Linked DNA regions of Gossypium hirsutum: region 1 is linked to region 2. Evidence: chromatin contacts called from public Hi-C data. All regions are on one chromosome and are shown on one strand. The core of a region is the stretch at or near the end of the contact, and the rest is flanking DNA. Distances in the headings are between cores, read along the strand shown. Region 1 holds the start of LOC107909918 (ATP-dependent DNA helicase homolog RECG, chloroplastic). Region 2 overlaps LOC107909910 (a long non-coding RNA gene).

Region 1 (6,173 bases), core at 332-2,831, 140 kb after region 2:
AATTCTTCAAACGAGCTCTACACTCTCAATGAGTAAAACGACCACCATACGAAACTTACCCTCAACTTTACCCAAACTAGTTTGGTTTCATGCTCCCTTTCTCTCTTTGGTTCATCCATGCTCAACTTCCAATCAAGCTTGCTTAGGAATATCCAAGAAGGTTTAGATCAATTTTATCGTTTGCTTAATTTTATTCATCAGAAAATAAAAAGAAAATGAAATGAATAATCTACACGATTCTATAAAAGTTTGGAAACAGAAAAAAAATATTTTAAATATAAATAATTCAATTTATGTTTATATTTGATTAAGTAAATGATTTTTTATATTGATTAGTTAGATTCAATTTTAGTTTCAAAATTAGGTTATATTCAAATCGAGATTTGATTAAGAATGATTGAAATTCTATTCAGAAATCATGTGAAAGAAACAAGGGCTTGGTTTATTTGGTGGGTAAAGTATGAGAAGAAAGAAAAATAAAAGGGGAAGAAGAAAAGGAAAATAAAAAAATAAAAAGAAAAAAAAATAAATTATTTAAAAAAATAAAAATATAGGGACTAGTTTTAACAAATGAAAAATATAGAAAAATTACGTTAAAAGAAATGAAGAACGGAGGAAAACAGAGGGAGAAAGAGAAGAGAATGGAAAAAAGAAGAAGGAAAGTTCAAAGAACATAAAAGAAAAAAAATTAAATTGCTCAAAATGAAAAAAAAGTATAGGGACCCATTGTATAATTTAACCTAAAATATTCGTTTGAAATGATTATTTAACGTGTCACGTCAGCTTACTATTACACCATTAACGACAATTAATTAATGCTCAGTGACTAAAATGTTACAACACGATAACGTAAGTGACTAAAACGTAACATTTCAAACATAAGTGACTAAAATGTAAACCGAGACAAACAAAAGTGACTATTTTGGTAATTTACTCATATTCTATTATTATCTATATTATTATATATTTTAAAATCCCATTTTAACGTAAAAATGTTTAAAAAGTAATAATTAGCACATTTTTAGAAGAAGTATTTTTTTAAATTAAAAGATTTTATCATTATTTTCAAATATTTAATTTTAACTTACCTAATTTATATATTCAGGAGGTAAGGTAAAATATTTAAATGAAATGAATTGGATTATATTATATAGATAATATTTTGTTAAAATAAATTACATAAATATTTAGTTAGATAATAAGAATTTTTAAAGTTTAAAATTTAAAAATAAATTACCTATATCCACAATAAAATATATATAAAGTGCTAAGCAGACTATTATATTAATGCCATAAAAATTGTAATAGTTTAAGTTATTTTTTTTATATAAAAAAAGTTAAAAAGAGGTAAAACAATAAAAAATTAGAGAAAATGTGATAAAAGAGTTGAAAATTAGTAACTAAATTTATGATTATATACCAATAAAGGAAGCTTTTGAATGAATCCGAATTCTGAGGGAAAAATTAAAGAGCAGAGCAAGGCAAGGCAACGCAAGGCAGGAAGAGCAAAAGCCCAAAAGGAGTGGAACATCTCTACGAGGCAAGTAGTAGCAGTTTCCGGCCCAACATAAGCATGTAATGGAAGCTTTGTTTGTTTGAGTGTTTCTTCCAAACTCTTTACTCTCTTGTAACTGGCGTCTATGTTTATGTACTTTTTATTTCAAATTCCTTTAGATTCCCAGCCACTGAAGGCATTCGCATCTACATACAAAACAAATCTTGTTGTTAGAAATCCAGGTGAGGAGCGTCGTAATTGCCTAATCTCAGTCCATATTTTATCTTCCAATTTGGTTTTCTTTTACATCTCCCATCTTTGATTCTCGGAAACTGCATGTAAACAAGCTGCCAAGTTAGACTCCCCCCCCCCTCTCTCTCTCCGTTGGTTCACTTCTCACAACTTCAAATTCCTTCCCCAGCTGAAGCTGGAAATGGTGGACTTGTATTGAAAATAAAATTATGAATTGAAAGAAACCCAAGTCTTTTAAATCCCAATGTTTATGTTTTCATTTTTGTATGGGTTGTGGCAGTTGATTGTATTCCCTGGATTCTAACTCAAATGCCGTCTTGCAGGATTGTATATGCTTTGATGAGTTAGGCATGTTCTTTTGGTGCAGTAAGTTTGTTTCACATGGCACTGACTGTCTCAAACGTGCTTTCATGTACCATGGTACAGTACCAGGATTCTCTTTTGTTTTAAATGAATGATTAAAGCAAGAGTTTTTATTTTTTATATGTCTATTCAGATTATTGTTGTTTTAGATTCTGCTATGAAGTAGTCAGAGTAGGAGTTGTAAGATTGGGTCAGGATTAGAAGAATGATGAATCATATTACATGTATCGTTGTGCATGTGGAAAATTTGAGAGGCTACTGTATGTAAGAGTATGACTACAGGTGAAAAGCCCAGTAGGACAAATGACTGGTGGTAAATACTGCCAAGTTAAAGAAATTCATCTCTTTAGTTGTAAATTTACATGGTTGAACTCATAGGCTGGAAGGTAACTGTTGAGTTCAAATTCTGAATTCTTTTGCTTTGAAAGTGAATTATGTTATTCAACCATATTCTCTTAACACAAAATCTTAACTACTTCCAAATCTAGTGATCCTAAAATTCATTCAAATCTGTTTCAGATGGGCCAAGTTAGAAATTCTATTATGCTCTTTGTCTCTCTCACTTACTCCTTGTAGCACTTATTCATTCGCATAAATCAGATCTTGGCTTCTAGTATTTTCTGCCTATGTCAAAGTATGCTTATCCAACCAAGCATGCTTTCCAGGTTCTTAGATACTCATGGAAACTTAATGTGCTGTTATTCCATTGTGGAAATTTTTATGTACAATTCTTTGTTTTTCATGGCTTATTTTAGCATCTTAAGCATCAAATGAGCATGGTGACACTGAATTTTTGTTACGCACTTCTAAAATTTTCCTCCTTTTCTTTTAGTGTTTTACCGGGAAAGGTTTGAGAAGTGCTATAGTCTTTGAAGCAGAGAGAAGCTATACGAATGCTTTAGGTAGAAAAATGAGGTAATGCACTACATTAAGTTTGGTTGCTTAAACCATGATGGTTGAGATGGAATTTTACTTTGAGTTGCCTTCAATTAATGTTAGGTTCCATAATTACCTCTTCAATAAAGTTTCGAAAATTTATTCGCGGTCCAAGCACAAGTTTCCAGAAAAGTTGTTGGAGGAAGTACATAATTATGATACAGCCAGTATCTCAGGTCGCTCAAAGCTGCTAAATAAGGTAGATGTCTAATTACAAGATTTGGCTATTGGATGTTGTTTGTGATTCTCAGAAATTTCCTTATATCCTCAATAAAAGAACTCTTCTCTTTGCATTCTATGCTTTATTATGTTTTGCATAAAAATGGGTACTTACTGTTTCCAATACCTGTAGAAAGCAGATCTCTAGCTTCTATTGTTTCACTTTTTCCCTGCAATTTTCATGAGAAACTATATATTTTAGTATTTAATCTTGACTAATATTACATTTTCTTTCTTTATTTCATTTTTGTTGTTTAAAGGCCAGTGAGGGCCCAAATCTTACAATTATATATTTTGATATGCATGCATTGAATATAAAAAATTAGTACTTGAAGGAATCACACTAGAAGAAGGATATAAGAGAAGAATGGCCAACTTTACCAAATCTAAAAGACTGGCTTTATCAATTGAATAAATATATGGTAAGACACTGCTAACAAGGCATTACAACACTATTTATATGGCTGCTTAGTAATCTTAGCCCTTGACATCCTTGCATTCTAAGTTAATCAGCCATCCAAGTGTATTGAATTCTTAACTTCTTATGCCCTTAAACAAATCAAGAACAATAAACAAGTCAGGAAATGAAAAAAAATGGAAGGTTTATGAAAATAGGATGATCCCATTGTGCTAAAGGGCTACTCTGTCATAGATTAAAGGTGAGTTTAATTGGTTTGGATCAGATGGTAATATAGAGGCTTCAAGTAAGAACTCAATTTTCTGGAATTCACAGCACTAGAAAATTCACTTTTTAGTTTAAGTTCAACATCTTAAAATTATGTAAAAGCATGTTGAAGGGATATGTGAACTTGAATTTAGTTTCTGGCTCTTGATGTTGATAACTAATTTATGGCATCTTCTTAGTCATTCCCTCAGATAACTTATGTTTTTCCAACTGATACTTGTCTTGGTTGCTTGCTGTAATGTATTTAAAATATTTCTTTTCATTTTGTAACGAGGCATTTGAAAGTTTTGTAATCTGATTGTGTTTTGCTTATGGACTTTGAAATGTTCCTTTGCTCTGTCCTTTATACATCTGGTAACTTTTCCATGCACAATGTCCACATTTCATTGCTTACAGGTGTCAGTTTTGATGGGTTATAGTGGCCTTCATGATTTATTCGAGAACGAAAGACCTGATGAGCAACCTGATAGAAATCTTGAAGACGCTACAGATGATTTTGATCTTTCCCTGGCATGTAAACGATTTCCTTCCATCACTTTGGGTAGTTCCCTGCCAGTAGAATTGTATGATGAGGCAACTAGTAGCTCCCGAATAAGGGCCCTATTAGCAGCTCAAAGATTTTTATCTAACTCAATGGATGAAAAGTGGGTTGATCCAAATGGTCTGTCTGAAACCTGGGATTCTTTGTATGAACCTCTTTCAGAGGCTGGTTCTTCTGCAGCATTACAAGAAAGTACAGGTTCACATCAGTCTTCTTGGTCCACAACTTTGGAATCTGAAGGAAAGTCAGATCATCTACTTACTGTGGAAGAAAATACAGAAAAATTGGATCAATCTTCTTGGTCCGTTACTTTAGAATTTGAAGGGAAGTCTGATCATCTAGTTGCAAAGGAGGTATCTTCTAGTAAAGTTGGGGTTCAACGACATTCAGATATAGCAACTATTGATTTATTTCTTGATAGATCCATCAGTTGCATTCCTGGTTTAAGTAAAAGGCACTCTCGCCAGCTAGAAGAATGTGGCTTTTACACCGTAGGTTCTTTTGAAATTATGTCAAAATCACATTTGATGGAGGTTCTTGTATTTATACAAGCTGTGTTTCACCCTATTTACCTTTTTACCCTACTGTCATGCAGTTGCGGAAACTGTTACATCATTTTCCCCGGACCTATGCAGATTTACAGAATGCACAAACTGAGATTGATGATGGCCAGTACTTGATTTTTGTTGGGAAAATTATGTCGTCAAGGTGATTAACCATTTGCTCACTAAACTATGATTTAACCTTTTTCTCATTAAACCATGATCATTTTGTTGACAGAAACACATTATCACACTTATATTTGGTCTGCTAGATATCTTCTTTACTATTTCCTTAGCTGCCCTTGGTGCTAAATTTGGATTGATGTTGAGGTGAGGTTCAAGCCTCAGGTGAAGTACCTTGATGTGCCTAGGTAGCTGAGCTGACTTTTCTGTGGTGTTAATATTTATATCCTTGGATAATCAATGTCAGAACATACAAATCATTTGATGTTTCACTATGCAATTGTTTGGAATTAGCATTAAATTTAGGTTGTTTTCTAGTGACAAGATATGTTGACATATTATATGATTACAAACCACTTGGCATAAAATCTGACCTTGTCTTTTTTCATCCCAAGAACTAAAAAAGGGTTGTCATACATACGGTTGTACATGTTAAAAGTTGTCTTGCTTACTGCATAGCATATATATATTTTCCATTTGAAAATTCTCTAAATATGGTTCTGTGCCATTTAATGTATCAAACAAGAAGAGAAAGGAAAAACCTTGAGATTGGGAACAACTAATCTACCCTAGCTTGTAAAATTGTTTGTACAACACAGATTTACATTTATAGCAATTATTGAGATATACATTTAGGTTGTCAATATTTATGATTTTTCATGCAGGGGAATTAGAGCCAGTTATACTTTTTCATTTCTTGAGGTAATTGTCGGTTGTGAAGTTGCAAATAATGGAACCACTTCAGAACAGATATATGATGGCAGTGATACTAAGGGTGAGAAGACAATTTATTTGCATTTGAAGAAGTTTTTCCGAGGTGCTCGTTTTGCATCTCATCCTTTTCTTAAAAGTATTGAAGGAAAGCATAAGCTGGGAGAACTTGTATGTGTTAGTGGTAAGGTGAGTTTCTTTTTCTTTCGCACTCTTCAAAATTGCTCAGCTTATATCCTTGTCAAT
Region 2 (6,929 bases), core at 1,968-4,467:
TATATATTATAAAATTTATGGGTAAGGTTCTATATAATATATATTTATGGAATTTTAATGTATGTTAAAATTTGATGAACAAATGTCACTAAATAAGTATGTATATATATATGTAATATATATTCGTATATGGTTATGTAGTGCTTGCGAACTAAAATAAAAATAAATGATATAATGCGAACTTTTTTAACATGCGAATTCTGTTGATAATGCATATTTATGCATGCACGAACCCATATAAGAATTATGAGTTGTACGATAATGCAAGCTCTGATTAGTGCAAAATTATATTATCGTGAAATGCTAGGTGAGAGCTCAACTTTAGTCCAACCCGATTATATTTGTGTATTGTGTAATATTGTGAATCATGTTAACTTGGTGAATTATATTATTTTGGCAAACTATGTTAATTTGGTGATCTGTATTAATATGACGAAATGTATTAATTTTCCAAACTGTGTATTGTGTGATTTTGAGTTGTATTGTTTGTAAGCTAAGCTATTACATGCCCTATGTTAAATAAAATATGCAAACTATAGTTTATGTGAGCTATGACATGAATGATATGTGAATTGTGATTACGAGTGCAATACATGTTGCATGCAAGTTATATTATTTGTAAACCATGTTCTATTACAAATTGTGAATTGCGAACTGTGCTATATTGTGCGAGCTCTGCTTAATTGCGAGCCCTATTATACTGAATATTATGAATGTGTTAAAAGAGATATGTTGGTATTGTGACCTTATAGAACCATTGGATATAATTGGCATGCCATAGGATTATAAGTACTCACATTTTTTATTGCGATGGGCATTGTGGCCCGGAGATGCGTTGGAGAGATAAGGGAATGTCAAGTATAGATCCATTCACCATAGATAGCATGGTTTGTTTAGAGAGTGTGAGCATTTGTGCTACACTTATATCGAAGACAGCGTAGGACTCTTTGAGTCCAAAAGTGACGTTATAAGGAGATCAATTTATCCAATGTGTGGTGATAGAGTCCACTTACAGGTGATGATAGAGTCCCCTATATGTTTCATGATGACAAAAATGTCAATTTATTATTATTTGAAATATGCTAGTTATGATGGAGTATGAATTGTTATTTTGCATAAACTATTATTCGGTATGAACTGATATTTCATGTGAACTATTATTTTGCATGAGCTATCATTTGGTATGAACTGTTATTTAATATGAACAAATGTTTATTGCAAATTGATAATTTATGTGATCTGCCCATTTTATGTAAATTACTTATTATATGTGCACTGCTTATTATTTGAGAATTGTTGTATCGTGTGGGTTACTATGTTGCGTAGACTGAAATAATATGTGAACCGTTATAGTATGTCACCTTTTAACATAACCGATGTGTTTATTTGTAGTATGTTTGAGCATTCACTAAGCTTCAATAAGTTTACCAACTCTTTTATATCATTGCAATGATTTAGCTTGTGAAGAGGTGGGGAAGTGAGCCAACCAAGTGACCCATAACGAGGCTATACCTAGGCATGTTGTTGTGTTCCCAAACCTAATGAGGAAGACAATGAGGGGCCAAATTTTGAGATTTAGTATTAGACTTACTTATAATTGTTGGGTTGTAATTGGACATTATGGACTTTTTAATTGTTTGGTATAAATCTTTTATCATTACGTGATATTACTGATGATTGAATGATGGATTGTGATTGTTTGATAATTGGCTTGAATAAATGTTCGACTAACTTGTAAGTGCAGATTGAAAAGTCGGTGCTCATCGAGATAAGCTTTATATGTCTTATGTGTGATTTGGATGTAATCATGTGTTTGGTATGCATGAAATGTAACATAAAATTTGGTCAACTCATACAAACTGTTAAGTTCCTGCTAACTAATTAATTAATAATGTTATGAGGTTGTGCAAGATGCTTTCATAAATTTTACAAAATAAGACTTATATGTATAAATTTTATATTACTATTTTCAGACCTTGTGAAATGGAGTTTTTTTTTCCAACATTTTACTACATTACGATTTAGATCTAATAATTAATTATTGAACAAAATGGTTTTCCAAGTCCCTACAAATATATCTCTTTTAAAAGTACCCTACTTCATACATGTATGTTCAACTAAAGTTTTCAAGGTAATTGCTTATTAAATATTTTATTGTGAATTAGTCTTGTTGTTGATTCGATGATCAAAGTAGCGTAGTGGAAGCATGGTTTTAGGATTTTAAATATTCACTGAATAATTGTATGGTGTGATTGGTCGATTGGTGTGCTTTGTGGTAATTTAAGCGAAGGGCTAATGTGACGTTCGAGATTCGAGTCAAACCGTTCCGGCCGAGTTTGGGGTGCCACACTCAAATTTTTTTTAGTTCAATTTTTTTCACAAGATTCACATTTGTTTTGGATTTTTTTTGGCATGATGTTCAAAAAGGACTAGGGTTATTCTACTAAAGGGCACAGAATAAAGACAAGTCATGAGAGTGTGAAAGTTTAGTATGAAAAACTACTGGGGCAAAAGACAATGAAACATTTGAAAATAAATTATACAATGTGGGTCATGAGTGTTGAAGACTGCATTCTGATTTGCAAGCGAAATGAGTTAGGAAGATCAAGCCAAATTAGAGAAGAGTGACCAAGGCAAGGCACCTTATGCATTCATGCATTTGTATCATTCAAGAGCATATGCATGTAGTTATTTTAGTCACGAAACTATAATCATATTTTATTGATATCGTAATAACATTTGCAGTTGTTTATGAAGCATTCGCATCATTCCAGAGCATATGCATGTGGTTATTTTAGTCATGAAACTATAATCATATTTTATTGTTATCATAATAACATTTGCACTGCTTTATGAAGCATTTGCATTATCTTGGATTTTTTGCATCATTGTCAAGTATGCACATTTATAACAGGGAACACATGCATAAATGCACTTTTTGTGAACCTTTACAAAATTGAACTTGTCATTACAATTCAAAGTTTCTTCACTATCTGTTTATTTTCCAAGTTCTGGTTTCATCCAATAGGTATATGCAAATCTTGGTTTCAGCCAAGTTAATTTTCAAGAGATTCTTGTTTCACCCAGGTTTAATTTTCAAATTCTGGTTTTGACCAGGCCCATTTCTGAAATCCTGGGTTCGCCTAGTAAGTCCTTTCAAATTCTGGTTCCACCCAAGTTCATTTCGAGATTTATAGTTTCTCCGAAGTCCATTATCAAAGTTATGGTTTCATCCAGTAAGTCCTTTCAAATTCTTGTTCGGCCCAGGTTTGTTCTGAAAGTTATAGTTTTGCCCAAGTCCATTGTCGAAGTTCTGGTTTTGCCTAGTAAGTCCTTTCAAATTCTGGTTTCTTCTAGGTTCTTTCCAATATTTCTGGTTCTGCCTAGGTCCGTTGTTGAAGTTTTGGTTTTGCGTAGTAAGTCCTTTGAAATTTTGATTTCGCTCACTTCTATTGTCGAAGTTCTGGTTTCACCCAGGTCCATTGTCGAAGTTTTGGTTTTGTCCAGGTCCATTGTTGAAGTTTTGGTTTTGCCCAGTAACTCCTTCCAAATTCTGGTTTCATCCAAGTTTGCTCCAAATTTTTTGGTTTTGCCTAGGTTAATTCTCGAATTTCTGGTTTTACCCAGGTCCATTGTCAAAGTTTTGGTTTCGCCAGGTCTATTTTTCAAATTTTGGTTTCGTCCAGTAAGTCTTTTCAGATTCTGGTTCCACACAAGTCTATTAAAGAAGTTCAAAATTCACCAAAACTGTTTTCAAGCTTGAGATTTTCATCGAGGCTTTTAATTTTTCATTTTATCAAGTGAAATCTATTTCCAAAAATGGGTTGAGCCTCGAGTTGTTGTCAAGGTCCTTTTAGTTTTCTTTCATTTTATTAAAAGTTGAATCCATTTTCGAAAATGGGTCGAGGTCCTTTTTGTTTTTATTTTATCAAAAGTCAAACTTGTTTTCAAAAATAGGTTGAGCCTGGGGATTGTTATTGAGGTCCTTTTAGTGTTTTTTCATTTTATTAGGGTTGAATTCATTTTCGAAAATGGGTTGAACCTCGAGATTGTCGTCAAGGTCCTTTTAGTTTTTTTCATTTTTATTAAAAGTTAAATCCATTTCCAAAAATGGATTCAGCCTCGAGATTGCGGTCGAGTTCCTTTTAGTTTGATTTTGTCAAAATTCGAACATGTTTTCAAAAATCGGCTAAGCCTTAGGGTTGCTATTGAGTCCTTTTAGTTTTTTTTTTCATTTTATTAAAATTTGAATTCATTTTTTATAATGGGTCGAACCTTGAGATTTTCGTCGAGGTGCTTTTAGTTTTCAATTATCAGAAGTCAAATCTATTTTCAAAATTGGGTCAAGCCTTGAGATCATCATTATTTTTAATTTTTTATTTTATCAAAAGTCAAATCTATTTTCAAGAAATAGGTTGAGCCTCAATATTATCGTCGAGGCAAATAAGTTCATGATCCTAAACAAAATAACAACTTTTTGTCTTTGCATTGTTTCTGGCTCTACAACATGCAAAAATGGGTAGTTGTAGTAACCATATTTTGTTCGAGTCAAATCTGAATCAAGTTTGAATTGACTTTGAATTTTACTATTGTTAGTTTACTATTATGTCATGTTTCTTGTTATTTATACAATTATAATTTTTAATTTTTAATATAATAAAAAGAAAAATGTAGAATTATAAATATAAAGATATATGTGTGGTAGAAACCCAACTTTTTATGTTAAAAGATAAATATTGCATATATCTATGTGTGGCTAAACTTATATATATGTATATTAAGTATATTATGTATGTAGGGGGAAATCATTGATTTTAAAAGTTTGAAAGTTAACTTCCAGGAATTGGTTTTTAAGGAACGACCATTGGAAATTAAAAAGGGGGTTTTTGGCATGAAAAAGCAATAAAATAATAATGTTGACCCTGAAACCAGAAAATCAAAGAAAAAAGAGGAGAATAGATAGCAGGGAATAGGAGCACACAAATGAAAAGGGACGAAGACAAGCCACGGGAGAAGGAAGAGCGTGAGTGGAGCAAGAACACAAGGACACTTTCATTGATATTTTATATACAAGTTAATTTGTTTTCTCTTTATGTGATGTCAATGTATTGATTTCACTCTATTGTGTATGATGTACTCAATGTTTGGATACAATGGTTTTTTTTTTTTTGTCTTACGAGTTTCTTCATGATGTGTATTTGGTTCTTTGAATATGATCTATCTTTAATATCTTTTGTTATTTATTTTAGAGTAATAAGTTAATACGGGTTTTCGCGATCACCTTGATTTCCCTTTGTTCAACATAGTTTAAAAAGTTTTTGAATATAAGGCAATACTTTTAGGGATAATATAATCTGTTTGTTGGAGAGATATCATCGATTATATTTAATGGAAATAACTTATATTGAGATCATTTAAAAAGTATAATTTTTAGGTACTAATAAAATAGTGTCATATCATTAAATTTTAAAGATAACAAAGTATTATTATGCATTATTGGAGATCGACCTGATTAAGTAACAAACAAGTAAAGATAGCGGAAGAAATTGAGAAATTGAACACAAAAATTTAATGTGAAAAAACACATCCAAAGAGGATAAAAAATCACGGATAAAGATAATTTTACTATAATGGAAAAAAAATAAAGAGTACAAAAGATTGTGATAAAACTAAACCCCGAAACCTGAAAACAAAGATCCCTCAAAACATAAATACAAAATTCTCCAAAAGTGTTATGAGTTCTAATATCTAATTGGTGTATTTTCTAAGGTTGTAAAAGAGCATATTTATAGGCTAAATTCGTAAGTCAAATAAATTATGTTAATAAATGCTAAATATATTATACTAATAAACACTAAATTTTCTAGAAAGAAAATATATTTTGTTTAACTTGCCTTGCAATCAGTCTCTTATTTGACTAAAATATGATGGATACTCAACATACACTCATCTACATCTACTATCTTCTCCAACTTAATTTGACTTTAATTTAGAATAGGCTTAAGTTTGTCCAAAGATTATGTAACACCAAGAGGTGATCGTGGGCTAGCCCGGGCTCAACCCGGGTCTTAACAGAACTTTAGGCCCAAATGACAGCCCCGGGCCCGACTTGACTCGAAAAATGGGCATAAATTTTTGCCCAAGCCCAACCCGATTTATATATGTCAACTTGGGCTCGACCTAGCCTAGCCCATATTAGTTTTTTTATAAAATTTTTATTTTATAAAATAAATTTAAAAAATATAATATCATTCTATATTAAACTTCGTTTTTTAAAACATTTTGAAAATAACTCAATTCCTTTACTAACTCAATCTTCAAAAACAAATTATTAGAACGAACAATATTCAATCATGTACCTACCAAAGAAAGAAAATTTTAGTAATACTTACTCATCTCAACTAATAAACTCTTTTCCACAACATTTCATTTCTATTCATGCAAAACAAAATATATTAGAAATTGAAACCATGCATGAAATATTTTATATATATTTTTGAGAAGATGAAGTATATATAGACTATTCTGATTTAAAAAATGCAATCTTAATACTCAGCTAGATTGTACAATCGGATCACATTAAGCCAGATACAACAGAGAACAACATATTTGTCTAATTCAAACAATTAGATTTCAGTCTTATTCTAATTAAGGAAAACACAACTCAAAAGTATTAACACTTTCCAACTATTACAATGACAATCAATTGTAAATTTCTTAGAGTCAACCATCAAACTTTGATCCACAATTTTCTCGATTACGATAACGTAGGAGCAAACAATAATTCCACCTGATAACTGAATTTTCTACCTGCCAACCGCATCGGGATAAGAATGAAAATCTCTCAAAATCTCTAGCATTTCCATCAATTTTAAGCAAACAATTATTTTTAGCATCAGATTAGTGATTTACCAAATATGGAACACATC

What was found. Hi-C and Micro-C count contacts between places; a contact is called where the count stands out from the background.
Region 1: a Hi-C map of leaf shows a contact between it and region 2, with 2.9 times the contacts expected there. The contact joins the promoter of LOC107909918 here to the enhancer-like site in region 2. A contact is called at or near these places in 14 of 34 Hi-C or Micro-C datasets (callus, hypocotyl, leaf and 2 more).

Annotation. Positions count from the first base shown.
Region 1 is chrD02:54,437,290-54,443,462 of Gossypium_hirsutum_v2.1, forward strand. LOC107909918 (ATP-dependent DNA helicase homolog RECG, chloroplastic) reads left to right here and starts at 1,582. Exons shown (of 19, transcript XR_001687402.2): 1 at 1,582-1,737; 2 at 2,071-2,167; 3 at 2,943-3,025; 4 at 3,110-3,245; 5 at 4,347-4,982; 6 at 5,087-5,199; 7 at 5,882-6,116.
Region 2 is chrD02:54,295,319-54,302,247 of Gossypium_hirsutum_v2.1, forward strand. LOC107909910 (a long non-coding RNA gene) reads right to left here. Exons shown (of 2, transcript XR_001687399.2): 2 at 6,472-6,810. Among protein-coding and RNA genes, the nearest start is that of LOC107909910, 4.0 kb to the right of the region's middle. Within about 2 kb of position 3,218, at least 7 of the 9 cell types and tissues checked have an H3K27ac peak or open chromatin away from gene starts, as enhancers often do. A contact at or near this core is called in leaf, where this site is marked.